Linked DNA regions of Astyanax mexicanus: region 2 is linked to region 1. The links are chromatin contacts, called in public Hi-C maps. All regions are on one chromosome and are shown on one strand. The core of a region is the stretch at or near the end of the contact, and the rest is flanking DNA. Distances in the headings are between cores, read along the strand shown. Region 1 overlaps wnt5b (wingless-type MMTV integration site family, member 5b). Region 2 overlaps wnt5b (wingless-type MMTV integration site family, member 5b).

The links. A called contact is a pair of places that touch in the nucleus more often than the background predicts.
Region 2: a contact with region 1 is called in a Hi-C map of muscle, with 17 times the contacts expected there. The contact joins two enhancer-like sites. A contact is called at or near these places in 2 of 3 Hi-C or Micro-C datasets (both in muscle).

Annotation. Positions count from the first base shown.
Region 1 is chr2:4,736,536-4,744,377 of AstMex3_surface, reverse strand. It overlaps wnt5b (wingless-type MMTV integration site family, member 5b), which reads left to right. Exons shown (of 7, transcript XM_049475013.1): 4 at 7,643-7,762. The coding sequence starts at 7,671. Among protein-coding and RNA genes, the nearest start is that of fbxl14b, 26 kb to the left of the region's middle. Within about 2 kb of position 2,662, the one cell type or tissue checked has an H3K27ac peak away from gene starts, as active enhancers do.
Region 2 is chr2:4,832,794-4,840,635 of AstMex3_surface, reverse strand. All of the region lies in intron 2 of wnt5b (wingless-type MMTV integration site family, member 5b), which reads left to right. Among protein-coding and RNA genes, the nearest start is that of wnt5b, 32 kb to the left of the region's middle. Within about 2 kb of position 2,840, the one cell type or tissue checked has an H3K27ac peak away from gene starts, as active enhancers do.

The DNA.
Region 1 (7,842 bases), core at 1,413-3,912:
CACACACACACACTCTCTCTCTCTCTCACACACACACACACACACACACACACTCTCACACACACACAGGTTCACCCTCTACCCACTGCTGATGGTTTTAGTTGGACTGTAAGATTGAAGGAAGAATCTACCTCTAGTGTCTCTAGGTGTCAAGTAATTAAGTACCCATACTTTGTTACCTTACTTAAGTAGAAATAATGGTGGTTATCTATACTTCACTGGAGTAATTATTTTCAGATGATATTCTTCAGATTACTTCTACTCCTTGTTACTCCTATTTCATTTCAGCTCATTTTCATTATGGCTTCTCATCATTCTCAAGAACTGACTGGATCCACTAGAGCCTGAGCTAACCCTTGTGTGGTGTTCGGGTCTGTGGGACCCGTTTTCATTTTTCATCAAATGATACTAAAAAAATATTTTTTCTAACTCAAACTCATTGGCATTGGCTCATTTTTTGTGAGAAACATATATCAAGACACATTTTCAATAAACACACACTGTACACCACCACCCCCCCCCCCCCCCCCCACACACACACACACATTTATATTACATACAGTATGTTTGGCCAAGGTCTAATAAACATTGCTTCATTTGTAAATTTGAAACTAAACAAATCTTCTACTCATATCTTGAGTTTAATTCATTTTCTTTTACATTTTATTAAAAAACTAATGAAAAAAAAAGAGTAGCACTTTTTGAAAGAAATGTAACATAAGAAAGGTAAAGGGCAAATATTAACCATGTAAATAAACCACTGTTTATATTGCTCGCAATTTAGGTGAAGCAAGCATGTGTAAAGCATTTTAATGTAAAATTGCTTAATTTTGCTGAATTAAATACAAGTAACAAAGTAAACGAGTAACAAAAATATGAACACCACACAAGGGTTAAAGGAGAACTCCGGTGTAAAATTGACTTTTAGAGTAGTTACGCATGATAAAAAGTACGTACCTTTATTGATTAGCCCACCTCTGCTCTCCCGAAGCTTTCCTAGATCCAGTCATTTTTTGCAGTTTTTCCAAAAATGCTTTAGAATGGATGAAATGGGGCATAATTTTACCCAATAAATCACTTTTTACACTGTTATCCAGGTTCAAAGTAGCCCCACACCTCTTTAATAGAATCTGGAGAGCCCTAGACATTTAAAAATAATTTTATTTCCAATTTTCTTCCCAATTAAGCACAGCCAATTACCCAACCCATTCATTAGGACTCCCTCTATCACTAGTAATGCCCCAACACACCAGGAGGGTGAAAACTAACACTAACACTTTTCAAGCTGCCGAGTAGCATCACAGCGCGCTTGGAGGAAAGCACAGCGGCTCGGATCTGATACATCAGCTCACAGATGCCCTGTGCTTTGGACATCACCCTAGGAGTGATGTGGGGAGAGAGCGCCATCTACCCACCCGGAGGCAGCAGGGCCAATTGTTCTCCCTCTGAGCGCCGACAGCTTGATGGAAAGGCTGCATGAGCGGGGGTTCAAACCTGCAACCTCCCGCTCATAGTGGCAGCGCTTTAGACCGCTGGACCACTCGGCGCCCCAGCCCTGGACATTTAAAACGACATTTAATAACTTTAAAAGTGCAGAAAAAAGCTTATTAAAAAACACTGTTTTCAACGCATAGCGTTAGCTACATCTCTGTTCGCTGCCATCTTAAATCAAATCAAATCAAATGAAATTTATTTATATAGTGCTTTACAACTGATGTTGTCACAAAGCAGCTTTACAGAAAGAAAAAACAGACAGAGCACTGAACATACAATATAATAAAGAACCCCCAGTGAGCACAGAGGCAAGGAAAAACAGAGCTTCAGAGCTGGAGGAGGAAGAAACCTTGGGAGGACCAAGATTCACATATAATGGGGGACCATCCTACCACTGGTCAAAGAGCTTTTAAATGAATATTAAGTCATTATGCATTCACGCAGGTCTAATATATTCAAGTGTATAACAACACCAGTAATGAAAACTGTTTTATGCCCCATATTATCCATTCTAAAGCCTTGGAAAAAATTTGGACAAACTGCAAAAAATGACTTGATCTCAGAAAGCTGCAAGGTTTTTACTGTTTATCATGTTTTACTGCACCAAAAATCAGTTTAACACTGGAGTTCTCCTTTAACACAGGCTCTAGTCAATCCAGTCAGTAATCTAGAGGCCCCAGTATTCCTAAACCGAGCTCTAGAAACAATTCCTTTCTTCAGGACTTTAGCCTTCATTCATATTCGCTCTGAGCTGCAGCTGGGCTGCTCTGCTGGTGCATATACTGTATCTGACAGTGTGCTAAAGGTATAGAATACATAACATCCATCCTCTCAAGCTTCAGCTCGAAACACTCTGAAGGCTCAGGCACACGAGCCGTGATGTTGGAGGATGTACACCCACTCGCCAAACACACTCCGGCACATGACACACACACACATTCACATACTCACACACACACACACACAGATCACCCAGATGATCTAGTTCTCAGATGAGGTAGGTGAGTTGTGGTCTGTGTGATTGGAATGTGTGAGTGTGTTGCAGGCAGCACTGGGTGTCGGTGCATAATTCTGACAGTCTGAGAGCTGCCGCTGCTGCCGCTGCTGCCGCTGCTTCTGCCGATGTTGCCGCTACTGGAGAGAATCTGTCAGGTCATGATGCTGCACGCCGCCATCGCCTGAGGAGAAAAAACCCTCAAAGGATGCAGCTCGAGATGCGCTCTGCTCTTTACAGCACAACCTGAAACCAGAGGCCCACCAACAGATGACTGACATTCACTTTCATAAGAGCTGAGGCCTGAACCGGGATCGGCTCCGCTTTACAGAAAACTCCTTCTTTTAAGTTGGAAAACGGCAGCTTGTTTAATTCTCATTTCTGATCATCTTCAATTGTCCAAGGCCAAGCTTCCTCCATGTATTACACAGGCATTGCGTCTGGTTGCGCTGCTATTGCACACCTCTCAGAAGAAAATGGGCTTCTCGGACTTGATGGCCTTTGTTCATTTTTTGCTAAATTGCTCCACCTTGTGGCAACTCGAGGCAGCACTGACAATGAAGACAAATGTAAAAGTGGTATAATGTATTATTCACTATATACAGCTGTGGAAAATATTAAGAGATCATTTCAGTATTTAAATCAGTTTCTCTGATTTTGCTATTTATAGGTATATGTTTAAGTAAAATGAACATCGTATATAATAAAATATAAAAATATAGTCATGTAGAGCATTTATTTGCAGAGCTTTCAGACCTCAAATAATGCAAAGAAAACAAGTTCATATTCATAAAGTTGTAAGTGTTCAGAAATCAATATTTTTCATATAATCACAGTTTTCATGCATCTAAGCATGTTCTCCTCCACCAGTCTTACACACTGCTTTTGCATAACTTTATGCAACTCCTGGTGCTTTGATGGCTTTTGATCATCCATCTTCCTCTTGATTATATTCCAGAGGTTATTTTTTCCAGAGCTGTATATTCACAAATGTCTATGTTGACATTAAAAGCAGTGTAAAGTTTATTTTACTGCACTTAATCTGTCCTTTACTTTAACCTATGACGTTGCTAAAGTGACACACAGATGCTAAACATTCTCAGAGTTGTAGATGAATGTAGGAGAGCTTTAGGGTTTAGTTCTGGAGATAAAACTGAACTAGCTCCTTTTAAAAGTGTATTACTTGCTTCTAGAGATCAGTTCCAACCATTAAACACAAAATATTAATAATAGAATATTGTATTGTTATTAATATATATATATATATATATATATATATATATATATATATATATATATATATATATATATATATATATATATATATATATATATGATTTTAATCTTGATGTACCTCGCAGTACTCTACGTCGTGTTTTTTGTTAATAAACCTGAAACTGTAGTTGCCAAATATGGCCACTAGAGGGACGCGTCTGACGTACGTCTAATGCAATGATTGTATATAATCTTTATATATATATATTTTACTGTGAATATGTGTAAAGGAATTCAACAGTAAAATTGAAAAGCGAGCATTAAAAGGTAAATGGTTCATTAAATCCTTGATCTATATTTAAAATAGTAGGTTATAAAAATTAAAAAGTGGCCTTACATCACTGTAGTAAGGCTACACACTAAGAAAAGTAAGTACAGATTTGTACTGAAAACAGGATAAATGGTACAAATCTGTACTTCCTGCTGTTAGGAAAAAGTTTGTACTTCAGAGGGAACATCTGACCATGTAATGACCAATATTATATCTCTGAGGGTACAATTATTAAAAGTCTACCTTTGAGTACAAGAAAGTACTTCTGTTCGTACCTCTGTTTTTTAGTGTGAACAGAGTATGAAGAATGTTACCCATCACCAATCTCATTACTAAACATCTGACCTCAAATTCACAACAGTAAAAATAATAGAAGATGAACATTCCCGCAGGTATGGTAAGAATTGGTGCTAAATTAAAAATCAGTTACTGCAAATTGATGTAAAACCACTTTTTCATTCCTGCATCCAACTGTTTTTAGAAATTATGAAATGTAAAATTCGAAAGGCAGAAGTTTGAGGAGATTATGTTGATTCAACAATAAAATTTCAACGTTTGCACATCTATTAAACATTAAATCTTGATTCAATGTTGTTTTAAAGTTGAACCCTAGGCTTAAAATTATTTTACTATTATTACCACTACAGAAACTACTATGAACTGTGTGGAGTTCCACAGGGTTCAATTGTAGGGCCTGTGAATTGTAGGGCCTGTGAAAGTGTAAAGAACTGAAATTGTAACCCAGCTGGCACACAACTGACCTTCAACGTTTAAATGTGGTTGTAATATGACTAAAGTAATGTCCAATCCAACGTTGATTTAACCATAACATCAACGTTGATTTAACGTTGTTTCAACGTTCACAATCATAATCATATTTCGACCACATTTCAGCTGGGTATTGATTTGGTTTTGTATGGAAAAAACAGCACATTTTGTTTTTTATTATTATTATTAAATAAACTTCTATCTCAATATATTGAGATCCTCTTCTCTCTTTACCCACTAAGCTCCCCCTAGTGGTTTTCTAGACACCACAGTATGGTATAGGCTTCACTGAAGGAGTATCTCAAAATAATGACTTAGTATCTCAAAATAGTGACTTAGTATCTCAAGATTATGACTTAATATCTCAAAATAATGAGATAGTATCTCGGAATAATGACTTACTCTCTCAAAAAAATATAGAGATTGCAGTTTACTAAAAAAATGTACTGGATTATTTTTATTTATTTAGGTGGCAGGAATGGTCTTCCATAGTTTTGGGCAGGGTTTTTTCTTTTTAGCAGGGATTCTTTTTTATCTTTATAAAGATCTCTACATGAGATAAAAGTTAGTCTCCTCGTGCACTCCTCGTCCCTATTAGTCTCTCATAAAGGCTACACATGTCGTCCTAATGACTGGTTCCAGTGGGGAAGCGCTGCTCCGGCTGTAGCGCGCTGTGGATTGGGTGTCCTCGGCCCGGGTCTTGGGGGGGGGGTGTTACTGGAGCCCCCTGGCCGTGTGAAAAGGTGATGGCTGGGCGTGTGGATTCCCACAGATGAAAGAGTTTGGAGCGGCTGCTTTATCATGCACAGACTGCTCGGAAATCGAGTGGCGTCTGTGCAGCAGCTCGGAGCCGAGCACTGAGGGACGGAGCCCTCAGATAAAACTTGATGCTGTAAAACAGTTTGGAGGCGAATTACAGCCCTTGCAGCTCTTAGGACGCCATACAGTACAATATATACAATATAGTACCGAAGGGGGTTTTCTTTAATCTAACAACGAGAACTGGTTCTGTGTGATTGGTGTGAAACGTACAGAATTTTATTTGTTTTATGTTATTGTGCATGCGGTGATGTTGGCTAATTTCGGTGTTTTAACCCTAAAATAGAAAGATAATGTTCTAAAAAAATTCCACGTGATTTTTTGATTGTGTTCCTGTTGTCACTTTGAGTTGCATGGGACTTTGGGAGCTTCAGGGCGCTCATTAATGTCATTAATGTTATGGATCAATCCTTCCTCCCATCTATGTTTATTTTATTTTTTTATTTTATGTGATGTTGTGCGTTGTAAAATTAAAGATTAGTTCCAAAACTGGTCATACATACAGTATATACCCAACGTTGGTTGGTGATGGTGTTACCAATTTTAACGTCGGTGTTCTAAGGTTAATGTAGAATTTCTGTGCTAACCATTAAGCGTTTTGGGAGATTTATAAATGTAGGAGGGGTGGAACTGTCAGATATCATATGTATGGCCTCCTTTAGCCTTATTATATTCCTTTATTCAGATTGAGAGCCCCCACCCTTCTCAAACCACCCCCTCCCCATTCTGGTTTATTGCAATAAAGCATAGAACAGAATGAAAAGAGGATTTTACGCATGTGAACTTCGATGGAAATTACTTTTTCCAAGTCGTTAACTCCTTTATGCTCTCTCTCTCTTTCTATTTCTTTCTCCCTCTCTCTTTCTCTCTTAATTTTCTCATGCTATCAATGCTGCGACTATAAATAATAAAATAAAATGAAAAAATGAATCCCTCGAAAATATAATGAATAGAAATTAATTATTTAGATAACTAACACAAAAACAAACGTATCAGCCCTTTTTTACTTTGCATGCGATGAAAAACATCCCAGTCTTTCCTTTCTATCCTAAAAAAAAAAATACTGCCAGAAACATATCTTTTTTTATTATTTCTCCTGAAATAACAGGAATAGAGTAATATACAATAGACATGGGTCTAATCAAATCACTCCCAAGTCTTTCTCAGCTCCACACAGCTTTCTCTGCTTTCTTTCTGCTACGCTTTATAATTTCTAAACTCTAAAAAAAAAAAGCTCCTCCCTGTTATAGCAGTATAGACGCATTTTGTTTCCCACCTGTATTCAAGTAAGACCCGCCTCCTTCGCTACTCCTTTGCTAAGGTTGGCTGACAGCCCACGCCGCTTCACCAGGATTGGTGGACGGTTTGTGTATATAATCTGCCGACCAATCAGAATACGGGGCGCAACAACACGCGCTCATTAATTCTAAGACGAGATATAGGACCCAGTTAGCCAATCAACGCGAAGACAGCGTGACAGGACTAGCCAGTGCATTGCTCTGAGGGGCGTGGCTTGTCGGAATGCAGGTGGGATAAACAAAGCCAGCGCGTAAAAAAAGCGTGTGCAAGTGGTGAAAGAGTGAGAGTTGGAAGTGAGTTAGTTAGCGGCAGCATTAGTGAGTAGAGTGTCTAAAGTGTCAGGAGTGTTTTTAATCCCCACGTTATGGCAGCTCTTAGTTTTCTTATTTCTTTTTTTAATCATATGTGCTTAATTTAACACTCAAGAGCACAACTTCCACAGATCTGCACTTTCATTTTATTTATTTTTCTTCAGTTTGTTTGATTATTTAGCCTTAAATCAGATGGCATAGTCTTAAGTCTGGGTGTCTTAAGGATTTTGCTTCCTTTTTTTTGTTCAGTGTATAGAGTTTAAGAGTTAGAGAGCTAGTCCCGCATGCATGTCGCACGTGCGGAGGTTTTATTTTCTTAGTTTTCTGAGTTTGTAAAAGTCTGGAAGTTTGGAGGTTGATCCCACTGGACCGGAGGTCTGTAGGCTAACGTCCTGCCCTGTTGCCCCCCAGAGGATCGCCTTGAGCTGGACGGACAGGGATGGATGCGATCCAGAGCCTGCGCTTCATCCTCACCATCATCACACTCCTCGCCTGCAGCTCCCAGAGACTGGCGCACGCGAACTCATGGTGGTAAGATCATGCATACATGCATATCAACATACACTTCTAAAAAAACAAAAAACAAACACAAACTAGGCTGACCAACAAGA
Region 2 (7,842 bases), core at 1,591-4,090, 96 kb before region 1:
CTTCAGAAGAGGAAACTCAGAGCTCAGTAGCTCCTCCATTCACTCAGAGTAAAACCAAAGAAACGAAGGAGTGAAGTTTCTGACTGAGCTCTTTCTCTCTCTCTCTTCTTTCTCTCTCTCTCTCTCTGACTGAACATAACCTGGAATCGGATTCATCCGCTCTGAAAGGAGACCGCATCACACCCTCCCAGTTTAAAATGATTCTTCCTCATACTACTGCTTTTAGTTTAATAGAAAAATCTTAGGGACTGCTGCTTTAATCAAATAGCTTTTTAATACTGACTTTTCATAAATCATTCAGAGATATAAAAAGCAGTTAAAGGAGATATCTGGTGTAAAATGGACTTTTGGTGTAGTAAAACATAATAAAAAGTACTTACCTTTGATGAAGAGCACACTTTCATTCTCCCACATCGTTCTGAGATCCAGAAATTTTAACAGATTGTCCAAACACCCTTCGAACTGAGTGACACGGGGCATAATTTGCCCCTATAAATCACTTTTTCCACCTGCTGGCGCCGGCTGCTATGCTATGTGGAGTCTATGTATATATGTCTATGTTATTTTCAGTTCAGTGATGGCTCAGAGCTGAAGCTCGCTTTATGGGATGTAAACAGTGTTTTTTAAATAAGCTTCTTGTGCACTTTTAAGTTATTAATGCTTTGCTTTAAAAGTCAGGGTTCTCTGGATTCTAACAAGGAGGTGTGGAGCTACTTTGAGCTGGATAACGTTGATAAAAAAACGTTTTTATTATCTGGGCAATTTATGCCCCATATCACCCAGTCTGAAGGGTGTTTGGACAAACTGTTAAAATTTCTGGATCTCTGTGGGAGAATGTAGGTGTGCTACTCATCAAGGTAAGAACTTTTTATCATGTTTTACTACAACAAAAGTCCATTTTACACCGGAGTTCTTCTTTAAGTATTGTTTGATTGGTGTATTTTACCTCATTATGTCGTCTGCTACTGCTACACACACACACACACACACACACATAGACACACACACGCTTAACAAGACAGACCACGCCTTGCCATGTGCTCTATATGCATGGACCCTGGGCTGTTCCTGAAGCTGCAGACAGAGGGCGCTCTCTCCTTTAGAGAAAAGAGAGGACAGTGTGGAGAACAGCTGCAAAAGGGAGCGAAAGACAGTGAGACAGCAGGAGAGAGAAATTACCCACAGGGGAAAGAGAGAGAGAGAGAGAGAGAGAGAGAGAGAGAGAGAGAGAGTGTGGAGTCACAGATGAGGCAGGAATGGAGGGAAAGACATGGCTGTCTGAGGGCTGCTATGAAAAAAGAGAGGAGAGATGTAGAGAATGATATGGAGGGAAGAAGGAAGGAAGAATGTGTCAGGGCTTTTTTTTTAGCTAACAATGAGAGAGTAATGGACATTAGGACTGTGCGATACTGCGAAATTTGGTATCGATCCAATACCAAGTAAATACAGTGCCAGTATTGCCGATACCGATAACAATACCGATACTTTTTACCACTACCATGTAATTTTGTGTAGGGAAGAGCATTATATCATAATATATCATAAAAAGTGAAAGCATCAATATGCAAATTTGAATGCAAAATTTTCACGATTATTTAATTATTTTCTAATTATTTAAGTTTTTCGTTAATTAATCATGTTTTTGATGATTGTACAGTTGCTTGCAAAAGCCAATGTTCATACCCCTTGAACTTTTTCATATTTTGTCACCTTACAGCCACAAACTTAAATGTTTTATATTGAGATTTTAAGTGATAGACCAATCAAATCAAATAGAAATCTGAAAAGTGTGACGTGCAAAAGTATTCAGCCCCCTAAATATATATGAATACTTCGTAGAGCCATTATTCACCAATGAAAGGACTTGGAAGGTTTGCAGTTGGATGATGGATTGAACAGTGCCTCTTTGGGATGCTTAAAGGTTGGGATATATTTTTATAACCTAACCCTGCTTTAAGTTTTTTTTGCACAACTTTTCTGACCTGTCTGGTGAGTTCCTTGGTCTTCATGATGCTGTTTTTTAAGCTTATTTTATCCCTGTATTGATGTGTTGGGATGCTCTGAACGTGAAGTTGAGCACTGAGCAATAATGTGTGGAGATGCGGAGTTGTGTTTTTTAGCTTGATGGAGCTCCATCCAGCAATTTTGGGATGAGTTGGGAAGTTAAGTCTTTAGTAATATCCTTGATTTTACAAGAAACAATGAATGATGATACAAAATATTTAAGCAGTAATACATAATACACAAGAGAGAGTGCTATAATATGTAATATTGGCACTACCTTGATGCGGCTGAGGCAGAAAGCCGCAGATCTGATATTGGAGGCTGATAATGTGTGTAATAATGAATATTTTCGAATCGCTGGGCTTATTTATTTGTGTAGACTGCGTCTTTGTCTGTGGGATCCAGCAGCTCCAAATGGTGTTTAATGACATCACATTTGGTTTGTATTTGGTTTGTATTTGGTTTGTAAGCGCTGCATCGTTGCTATATTACCTGTATGTGAGTAACACATGGAGAGCTTCGGTTACCGGCTGATAATGTCACTCATAAATAGCCTCTCAGCCAATCACATTGCAGGGTCGGAACAAACTGTGGTACAATAATAATAAAATACAAAACAAAACATTTGCAACTTTGTAACTTTGACTTTTGACTCTGAGAAAATGACCTCATACACTCGGGTTGTAGGCCAGGCCGGCAGCGGGGGCAGTGCACGGGGATTTTTTCATTTTAGTTAATGGTACATATCATATCAGGATTTCACACGGCCTCTCCCCGGGGAGCCGTCCACGCTCACAGCAATTAGAGTGACAGCGGGCAGGCGGGCAGGATCCCAGCGGTGCTCTGAGGACTGCTAACTAGCCCTGAGAGCCCGCGAGAGAGGAGCGAGAGAGGGAGAGCGAGATCCAGCACCAGGGGGATTCAAATTAACAGCAGAGGAAAAGAGAAAGAGAGAGAGAATGAGAGAGAGGGGGGATTGAAGGCACCTAGTGTCACTGCAGGCAGGAGATTCAGGCAGGTGAGAGAGGAGAGAGGGACGGGAGACCCTGCTCGAGCTGAGAAACATCAGCAGATCCAGCCCTGCTGTGGATGTAGAGAGAGAAAAAGAGAAAGAGAGAGAGAGAGTTAGAGAGAAAGTTATGTGACTTCTGGCAGGGAATTTCATATATAATCATATACAGTTTTCATATCTCTTAATAATGCATGTGTTATATATACAGTTCTTCTCTTACCAACTTTCTATATAATATTAATTATCATCAATATCATTGTGTTCTCTCTTACTCTCTCACTGTCAGTAATTCAGTAATAATGGTGAGAAAGGAGCTTCTTTACAGTTTCTGATGAGGACTCATATCCTGCATTTCTATTCTAACAAGAAACCATTGGCAATCCTACCATTAAAGGGCCCATATACATATTGCACTTTCAATAAAGGAACATTTGCAATTGTTCCATTAAAATGCATATTCACTGCAAATAAAATAAGAGACCACTTAAAATGTTTCTTTGATTTTACCAAATTGGAAAGCTCTGGAATAAAATCAAGAGGAAGATGAACTGCGTGAATTTTTGCACCAGGAGTAAAGGCATAAAGTTATCCAAAAGCAGTGTGTAAGACTGGTGGAGGAGAACATGATGCCAAGATGCATGAAAACTGTGATTAAAAACCAGGTTTATTCCACCAAATATTGATTTCTGAACTCCTAAAACCCTGTGCAGTGAGACAGTCTCTCTCTCTGTCTCTCGCCTTTTTCTTTCTCTCTCTTTCTGTTTCTGTCTCTCTCTTTCTCTCTCTCTCTGTGTTTCTCTGTCTCTCTCTCTCTCTCTCTCTCTCTCTCTCTCTCTCTCAGTATCTCTGTATCGTCTTTCTCTCTATTTTTTCTCTCTTTGTTTCTCTTCTCTCTCTCTATCTTAATGTCTCTCTCTTTCTGTCTCTCTCGGTTTCTCTCTCTCTATTTCTGTCTCTTTCTCTCTCTCTCTTTTTCTGTCTCGCTCTTTCTCTGTTTCTCTCTCTATTTCTGTCTCTCTCTCTTTATCTTCCTTTCTCTCTCAGTATCTCTCTATTTTTCTGTGTCTCTCTCTCCCTCTCACTGTTTCTGTCTCTCTTTCTTTCTTTTTCTATTTCTCTGTTTCTGTCTCTCTCTTTGTTTCTCTCTCTGTCTGTTTCGGTCTCTCTCTCTCTCTTCTTTTCTCTCTCTCTCTGTTTCTCTCTCTCTTTCTGTCTATCTGTCTATTGCTGTCTCTCTTTCTGTCTCTCTCTCTCTCTCCCTCTCTCTTTCTCTCTCTCTCTCTCTCTCTACCCAAAGGCAGGCGGATCAATAGGTGGCCATGCCCCGCTGCCTCCTCCCAGGATCCGCATGGCTGGAGCGCTCTTGCTCTTGGTTCTGATCCAAATGCCAATCTGGACTGTACCATTAGTGAGCGGGGGGGGGGGGTCAGTGTTCTCCACATGCATGCGTTTACCAGACGCTGCTGCCACTGAGAAAGGCACTCATCAATCTGGCAAAGCACCCCACCACCACCAAAGTAGGCCCCACACACATTCACATACGCATGCACACACCCACGCATGCACACACACACACACACACGCAGACACACAATCTCACGCAGACACACACTTCTGCCAGCTTGCTTAATGACTTTATATTTGATCAATTAAGGATGATTTTGCTGTTTTGCTCTGGCCTGTACTGATACGGCGCTGTTGTTGAATGGCAGATGGATGGTGAAGTGGTGCTGTGGGATGGACTGTGGAGTGTGTGGAGCGAAGTGCTTAGCTAATGGAGGAAAAACAAAAAGCGCCTGCCTGTGCTTTTACCCTCCTCCCCACCATCCTCCTACACAACCTGTCTCTCTCTCTCTCTCTATCTCTCTCTCGCTCTCTCTACTCTTTTCTCTCTTTTTGCTCAACTATTCAAAGGTTTAGGTTTATTTGCCATGTTACTTTAATCACAGTTTTCATGCATCTTGGCATCATGATCTCCTCCACCAGTCTTACACACTGCTTTTGGATAGCTTTACGCCTTTACTCCTGGTGCAAAAATTCTGGAAGCTGGAATTGAAAACAAGCTGAAATGGAATAGGATTATAAAGGCTATTTTTTTTTATAAAATGTAAGGAGTAGAAGTAAGAAGTCATCTGAAATTTTCACCATCTCTTCTCTTGCTCACCCTCCACCCCACCCCACACACACTGGTGTGAAGGAGGTAGAGCAGTAGGGTGAGGGTGAGCTGAGTTCTGGATGGTTGCCAGGTGTGTTGGTGTGTGTGTTGGTGAGGGGGGAGAGAAGTGGTCCTGGCCTGACTGTGAGAGGTCCGAACCGTGCAGACGCCGACGGGGGGAGAAAAAACCAGAGCCAGAGAGGAGGAGGCGGAGGAGGAGGAGGAGGAGGAAGAGGAGGAAGAGCAGCAGAGCACAACGCAGCAAAGAACACCAACAAACACTCTGAAAACACTGACTGTGTGTGTGTGTGTGTGTGTGTGTGTGTGTGAGAGAGACAAAGAGAGAGTATGGAGGACCAAAACTGTCAAAATTTTTAAAAATAATAAATAAATGAAAACATATGTAAATCACTCAATAAAAGTCATATAGTGATTAAAACGCTAAATAATAATTATAATTAATATAAAAATAAATACATATATATATATACAAATACATCTCTTAATAAATTGTTATATATGGGTTTCTTTATTAACATTGATTAATTTTTCTTTTGATTAATTTGGTTATTTAATTACGTAACTATTTATTTCTGTATTTATTTATTTACCAATTTCCTTTTTTCTGTTTTTCCGTGTTCTTATATGATAATAAAGGGGTTTCCAGCATTGATGTCACAGTGTCTTAGCATTTCTATTGGTTGATCGATGTCAGTCACCCTAGATCGATTGTACATGTCTTGCTCCTTTGGTGGTAACTTTGGCAACGTGGAAAAATATTTAATAAAGTTCACTTAGACCGTAATACAGACTCTGATCCAGTTCTTTGAGTTAAGCAGCATAAGCAGCTGCCTGTCTGAGCCGATCTGATTCCGAACTTCACCCCAACATTTCAGCTCCTGGACTCTTTTATTCATATTAGCTCCTCTCTCTCTCTCTCTCTCTGGGCTTGATTATTAAGACTGTCTGTGAAAAACCCACTCCTTCATTACCATATGAGGACAAGAAAAAACAGAAATAAATACATCTGGAAATAAGTGAATGCAGAAATAAATAAATCGGGAAATAAATAGTTATAATAAATAGTATAGTAATAAATAAAACAGTAATAGTAATAAATAAACAAATGAATCAAAAGAAAAAAATAAACAATGTTAATAAAGAAACCCATAAAAACAAATTATTAAGATATTTCTTTTTATGTATATGTATTTATTTTTATATTAATTATACTTATGATTTACTGTTTTAATCACCATATTACTTTTATTGGGTGAAAAAACTACGTTTTTATGTATTTATTTATTTTTAATTTTGGCATGTGTATTTATTATAAATACAAATAAATATGTATGTGTTTATTTATTTATTTAATTTTGCTAGTTTTGGTCCTCCATAAGAGAGAGTGAGAGAGAGAGAGAGAGAGAGAGAGAGAGAGAGAGGGGGAGAAAGTGAGGGAGAGAGTGATGGATAGAAAGGAGGGAGGGAGGGAGGGAAAAGTGCTTTCTACAGTAACGGGAGCACTTGAAATGGCTTGAAGTGTGTGTGTGTGTGTGTGTGTGTGTGTGTGGGCTCCGGGGGGTGTGAGAGAGGGCTGATGAGTGAAGCTGCTGCCGGAACAGGTAGTACACACTCCAATCTGCCTGAGAGAGAGAGAGAGAGAGAGATGGAGAGAGAGAGAGGGAGAGAGAGAGAGAGAGAGAGATGGAGAGAGAGAGAGAGAGAGAGAGAGAGAGAGAGAGAGAGAGAGAGAGAGAGATGGAGAGAGAGAGAGAGAGAGAGATGGGGCTGGATCTTATGAGGGTTGGAGTGGCTGGAGGATATGAGAGTAAGTGCAGGGTTAGACACACTTATATTCTACAGTTACCTCTGCAAGTCTTTGGCCACTGGAGAAAATTGTATTTTTTGCTCAGAGAAAACATTCCCCAGATAATAGCCATACCCATGTGGAGCCTGTATGGGTATCTCAACTGGGAATCAGAAAGTTTTGTCCACTGGGTTGCTGTTGGTCCCAGGGTGTGAATTATGCATTGATGATAATAATAAAAAAAAAGTTAGCACATCAGTTTTTGTATTAGTTTCTCTAATTTTGCTATTTATAGGTTTATGTTTGAGTAAAATGAACATTGTTGTTTTATTCTATAAACTACAGACAACATTTCTCCCAAATTCCAAATAAAAATATTGTCATTTAGAGCATTTATTTACAGAAAATGAGAAATAACTGAAATAACAAAAAAGATGCAGATCTTTCAGACCTCAAATAATGCAAAGAAAACAAGTTCATATTCATAAAGTTTTAAGAGTTCAGAAATCAATATTTGGTGGTTTTTAATCACAGTTTTTTTTTTCATGCATCTTGGCATCATGTTCACCTCCACCAGTCTTACACACTGCTTTTGGATAACTTTATGCTGCTTTACTCCTGGTGCAAAAATTCAAGCTGTTCAGTTTGGTTTGATGGCTTGTGATCATCCATCTTCCCCTTTTTTTGGTTCATTTTTAAGTGGGCTCGTATTATGAGCTGTATTATGTTTTCAAGAAGTATTGATATATTATCAGAGAAGATACAAGGTTTTTTTTTAATTGATATAGACTATATTGTGTTTCAATTAGCAAACAGTGTTGGTGTAAAAACGCTCGTAATTAACTGGTTAGCTAGCTAATTATC